2 separate regions of the Zea mays genome follow, and region 1 is linked to region 2. The links are chromatin contacts, called in public Hi-C maps. All regions are on one chromosome and are shown on one strand. The core of a region is the stretch at or near the end of the contact, and the rest is flanking DNA. Distances in the headings are between cores, read along the strand shown. Region 1 holds the start of LOC100286188. Region 2 holds the start of LOC100272282.

Region 1 (2,987 bases), core at 269-2,768, 380 kb after region 2:
GACTTTCCAAATTTTCCAACTTATTTGTTATTCCTTTGACTTATTTATTGGCCTTAAGTTATCCAAGGTTTTGAATTATCTCCTAGAAGTATCACATTACAATACTATATAATTGTTGTGCACTAATATTTTGCCAAATATTCTGAATGTCGTTGCAACGCACGGGCACGTACCTATGTGAATAAGAATTTTGATACCGAATTGTTGAATGTCATGGAGCTGCCCCTCACACGTCGCGTGCGCCCTCGGGAATTTGGATACCGAATTGTTGAATGTCATGGAGTGCCCCTCACACGTCGCGTGCGCCCTCGGCGGTCCCGGCTTCTCGGCTCGCGCTGAGCACGCCGTGCCACGCTCCCTGCCCGCTGGCCGCTGCCACCAAGCGGCACCGCGGAGAAAGCCGGCAATTGTGTCCGTCTCCGTAAAACTTCAGTTTCCTTCCACGCTGCGTTAACCACAACTGAACAGAACGACATGGAGGATTGCCTACGAACTCGGTCAAGCAGGGAATTCAGCACATGACAAACAAATGATGCAGCAAACTGAAACATTCGCTCAAAGTTCGATACAATACAGACGGGCAAGAAACAAGCACACTTTTCGCCATTTGCAGATCGCGACAGCAACAACGAACCAACTTAATCCCCAGCTAGTGCTGAATGTACACGCGGAACCGACGGTCACAGGCATCTCTTGCGTGCGCTCGCCTGCTCGGCACGGCAGCACCCGCGCTGCCACCCACCACCACAAGGCTACTTGCCAAAGATGGACTTGACCCACCACATCCCGCCGTCCCTGGGGCTCTGCTCGCTCTCCGGCGGCGGGTCAGGGTGCGCCGTCTTGCGGAGCTTCGACACGTCGTACCCTTCCTCCTTGGCACGCTCCACCAGTTCCTTGTACACGGACTCGTCCATGTGAGGCTGCCTGCAAAGGATCTGCACACACAAACACAGGGGGATTGGTAGGCAGACAGGCACGATTCGGCGAGGGATAGACGGACGGAGGCCAGAGAGGAATTCGCACGCACCCAGAGGTAGTTCCTGGAGGGCTGCCCGACGAGCGCGTACTGGTAGTCGGCGTCGATGTGGAGCACCCAGTAGTCGCCGGTGACGGGGATGAGGGGGAGGAAGGGCGGCACGTAGAAGCGAACCTTGAGCTTGGCCTCGTCGCTGGCAGGGTCGGCGCGCCAGGCCGTGCCCTCGATGTGGCCGCGGCGCCCGTCGGCCCACGTCTCGTTCACCACCTTCACAGTGCCGTCCGGGTTCAGCGTGTAGGTGGCGCGCGTGTTGGTGCCCGTCTTGGGCTGGAACCGGGACGGGAAGCACGCGATCTCGTACCACCGCCCCGCGTACCGCTCCAGGTCGAGGTTGCGCACCACCTGCATGGCCATCGTGCGTCCCTTGCGCTGCCGGCGGCGCGCGGCGGTGGCGTGGGTTTTAGCGGGCGGGAAGAGGAAGGAGGTGGGTGGGGTGGGATGCCGGATGCCCGGATGCGAATGCGCAGGCTATAGTGACAGATTGCGGTAGACGTGGAGGATTGTGGGCGATACGTTCTCGGAGCTGTTGTTCGGTGCGCGTCGGCGTCGCGGCTGTGGTTTTCAATTTCGGACTATGTGGGCCGGGTTTTCATTTTGCAAGTGTCGTGGCCCGTGGCCCAGTGGGCTGCGATGCGAACCGTCGTGCTGTAGGAGGAAAGTTGTAGGTGAATGGAGAAGGGCCGGATGAAGGGATCTCCAATCACTTATCGAGAGGTGCCTCGAGTCTTTTTTTTTTATCGGTGACTTTCGTAACACAAAACCTTTAGTTTTATCACGTTCCTCGTTTTTACTCTTAGTCATATTTTTTTTGCTCAGTTTTACTCTTCTGATCTATAATAAGAAAAAACATAACTAATTATAAAAATGAGGACACCAACAAAACTAAGAACACCACCTTAAAAATCGAATAATAAAAGTGTCACATTAGCTTTTATGATAATAGGTTTTATCCAAATAAAATTTTTTATATCTTTTAAATTAACCTGATAAATCATCAAATAGCTAATGCATCATAAAGGACAGAACTCAGTAAAACTGGCCTTATTTACCGCCAGAACACTTTGTCCTCTTTATCTGTTATCAATACAATCATAGTAGAGCATGGAAACTAACCCTATCTATAAACCACATGCTATTCAAAAAATTGGACAATTCGAAACAGATACATTTATATATATGCAAAGATCTGTGTATCTACATTGTATCTCTTATGTGATCTACGACCATGATGCAAAAGTAGATGTTATAACTAGGGTATCGTTGGAGTCAGGCTAGCGGGGCTATGGCGGATCGGTGCAGTGGCGACGTGACGCGGTGCAGGCCGACCTACATCGGCTAGGAAGACCTCTGCAAAAATAATAAACACAAGCCTGTCAACAAAAAATTTCCATAGCACCTCCCCGCGCGGGAAGGTTTCCAAAACTTGCAAAGAAAACTAACAGCACGATGGCTGACATCCACACATTTATTAACGACGTAATGACCGACAATCACAAAAAATGTACATATACTATGGCAATACATTTCTAACAAACTACGTATCCCACACCTAATACTAAAAATATGCAATATAACGTATTGTGATTCATCCACTAGATTACTCATCATATAGCATGTGCTTTAAAAAGTTCAAAACAAAAAATTACAATTAAACAGGCAGTGGGGGAACCTCTAATGGTGGCGATCGTGGTGACGATGATGGCTCGGAGTGGCAGTGGCAGTGGCAGTGGCGGAGAGGCGAGGGTGGTCTCGGTGGGCGACGCCGCGATGGCGGTTCGGCACATGGGCGCAGCGGCTCGAGGTGGCCATGGCCAGGGCCGAGGACGGTGGTTCAGCACACGGAGGCCAGGACGTCGGCAACGAGGGTCGGAGCTAGGCGGGCGACGGCGAGGTGGCGCAACGGCACCGGTGGCGTGTGGAGGCGGCGCGCTAGGCGAACGATGGCGAGGCA
Region 2 (3,161 bases), core at 528-3,027:
GAATATATACATGGTTTTCATTGACCTAGAGAATGCTTATGGCAAAATATCAAAGAATGTTATGAGTTGGGCTTTGGACAAAAATAAAATTCTAATAAAGTATGTAGGACTTATTAAGGATATGTACAACAATATTGTGACTAGTGTCCATACAGATGATGGGACACATAACTTTCCAATTAGAATAGGACTAATCAAAGATTAGCTTCAATCCCTTATCTTTTTCCCATGGTGATGGATAAGGTTACAAAGAACATACAAAGAGATATCTCTTGATGTATGCTTTTTACGAATAATATAGTGCTAGTTCATGCAGATGAGCAAGCTAACTCACTGACAAATACAAGCAAGCTAACTCACTGACAAATACAGAAGATGTAGAAACTTTCAGGGGCTTGATACAGCAGCATTTGCTACTTGATTTCAAACAAATGTTGATGTTAACTATTAGGTAACCTAGCAATATGAGCACAAAACACAAAGAAACACACATTCAAGTGGTTAATGGGGAGAATTAACCAGGAGAGAAGGCATATCATAACAAGCACCAGAAATCATCAGATCAGCTATATATTCACTGATGGTAGGCTCTGTTCTCCATTTTTATCATTCAGAATCTTGTTATTGAACTACCATAACTCATTCAATGGGTGGAGCAACAGGTTTGATCTCCACTTCCCCAGGAATAAGCCCAAACAACACACCATCATACAACTTAACAGACTCCTTTAAATACAACTGCTTGAGCTTCATGAAGCACTGCAGGGTCAGCAGCGAATCAGATCCAGCCTGGTGGCTGATCCCAACACGCTCAATCTTGAGCAGCTCCCCAAGCTTGCTCAGCCCGCCATATAGGCCACCGCCACAGAACTTCATGAGATGCTTGATGTCGTACATCACCGGAAAGAAGGTCTTGGTGAGTTTCAGGAACTCATCCAAGGTGTTGGGCATTTCCCGTCCGGTGAGCAGCTTGAGGAGGTAGCCGAAGTCGTGGCCACTGTGGAAGGTCACCCACTGGACATCGTCGTTCAGCACGACTCCGGACGACATCATCAGCTCGGCGAAGCGGGTGGAATCGACCCCCTCAGCCGCAAAGAGGTCGAAGTCGATGCCGCTGCGGCGGAGCAGATCGATGGAGTCGCTGCTAGAAGGGTCGGTGTGCGGGTCGAAGCCCCGGAAGTTAAACTGCCAGATGCAGCGCCTCCCACCCGTGCCGCACGGCGGGAGCGCGCCTGCCCCGTTGGAGAGGGTGAGGCCAAGCTGGATGAGCTTGAGCACGTTGACGTTGCCCTCGAGGGCGGCGTAGTTGCGGTCGCAGGTGAACCGGTACTCGGCGCTCGGCGTCACCACGAAGCCGGGAAACTCCGTGTCCATGGCCACGTACGGGTACACGTCGACGACGGCGCGGATCACTGCGAACTCCTCCTCCAGGTTGCTCGCCCAAACTTCACGGATCTCCACGGCGTCGGGGTCCTCTGCGGCGGGCGGAAGGGCAGCCATCGGAGCAGCCGGTGCATCCAAGAAACCGGAGACGCTTCGAGCGGAGGAGCGGCGGGCCGGCAGGGCAGTTCCTGCAGCAGCTAGGGCTTCCGATGTCGGTGGGCGGGGGCGGTCGGCTAGAGTCAGTGGAGGCAACAAGAGGAGGAGGAGGGTGAGGGGGAGGAGGCGGGCGCGGACGCGGGGGAGAGCGTTGGGCCCCAGTGTCAGCGACGGCGAGAGCCCATGGGAGCTGAGGGGCGGGTGCGAGGGGCGAGACCGCGAGGCGAGAAAACGGGGGCGGATCTGGTGGGTCGGAATCCTGGAGAAGAAGGCGAGGGGAAAGCGGAGGCGGCGTGCTGGGCTACGGCTCTCAACGAGCCGAGCTCGAGCCACCCTCTGTCCAGGCTCGAGCCGAACACGAACCCGAGCCAAGCTCTAAGGTGTCCACATCTGCCATTTGGGTTCGATGTCGGCTCGGTCAGGTCATAATTCCATCGTTCCACTCCCATTTAGCGTTGCTTATGTCCCCTCCTATAATATACTATTAATAATCAAAATAAACCACTAGTTACCAAACAAACTATAAGAATGACAAAAATTATAAACCATCTGGACACCAAAATGAGCGGACGGTCCGGCCCTTGGGCCCGGACGATCCGCGTGTCCCGAGATTAGATTAACTCGGATGTTTATCCTTATCTCGTACATGGTTATCTATCTAATCACGTGGGAGTTTGTTGGCTATCTCTTAGAAAAGGGTCCAGACCTCCTCCCCTATAAATATAAAGGGTTACGACCGATTGAGAACCCCCGAACACATTCCAATCGAACCAATTACTTTATTTACTTTTCCTGCCCTAAGAGTAGATGTAGCATAGTTCTAGTTGTAGTCTTCCACATATCCACCTCCACCCCTATTTGACTCTACGTCGTCTAGATCCGTCTTGGGTGGTCTGCCGATCCCAAGATGACCCTAGGATCTCACCCCTCCCGGGGGGCAAGATCTAGTTGTCCATCTAAGACCTCCTCCTCGAACTGATCTCTTAATTACTAGACGACTCCACGTCGTTTGGGGATGCCCTGGGTGACCTATCGACCTAGAGCACCTTAAGATCTTTTCCCCCTAGGGGACGAGATCTAGATTCCAGCAAGGAGGAGGAAGACGACCCTGTCGCCAGGTCGTGGACCATCCGACCCTAGGGCGCGGACCGTCCGGCCGTCAGGCAGGGAACCCTAGCCTCGCGCCAGGTCGCGGACTATCCGGCCCTGTGCCGTGGACCGTCCGCGCCTGACCAGAGAGCACCGCCACTGGTTCTTGTTGAGTGATTGGCCCCAAAAAGGTGCCAACACCATCCTAACTTTTTATTATTTTCTTGACGGGGCAAAAGTCTCACTTGATATATTAGGCTCTAGAAGCATAGAGGAACAACCCTAGAAGGCATAGAGATTACAAGCATGAGAGTACGTGGGAGAGGCATCCATGCCGGGCAGCCTGGATGGATTCAGAATGTTTCAATCTACAAGCTCACAAGTGGACATCTGCAATACACGCTGGATTACAACAACCAGAGGAGGATTCTTGTCTGAAGACGTAGTTGTTGCGTCGCTTCCACAAGTGCCAGCAGCAAAGCACATTGAAGGTGGGGAAGGCAGCTTGGAGAAGGCCAGGGGGTCGTGGAAAT

What was found. A called contact is a pair of places that touch in the nucleus more often than the background predicts.
Region 1: a Hi-C map of leaf shows a contact between it and region 2, with 6 times the contacts expected there. The contact joins the promoter of LOC100286188 here to the promoter of LOC100272282 in region 2. A contact is called at or near these places in 3 of 25 Hi-C or Micro-C datasets (ear, leaf and tassel).

What each region holds. Positions count from the first base shown.
Region 1 is chr1:216,882,065-216,885,051 of Zm-B73-REFERENCE-NAM-5.0, forward strand. LOC100286188 reads right to left here and starts at 1,519. Exons shown (of 2, transcript NM_001159076.1): 1 at 1,028-1,519; 2 at 520-935. The coding sequence starts at 1,390. The coding sequence ends at 753.
Region 2 is chr1:216,499,343-216,502,503 of Zm-B73-REFERENCE-NAM-5.0, forward strand. LOC100272282 reads right to left here and starts at 1,778. Exons shown (of 1, transcript NM_001146769.1): 1 at 500-1,778. The coding sequence starts at 1,500. The coding sequence ends at 640.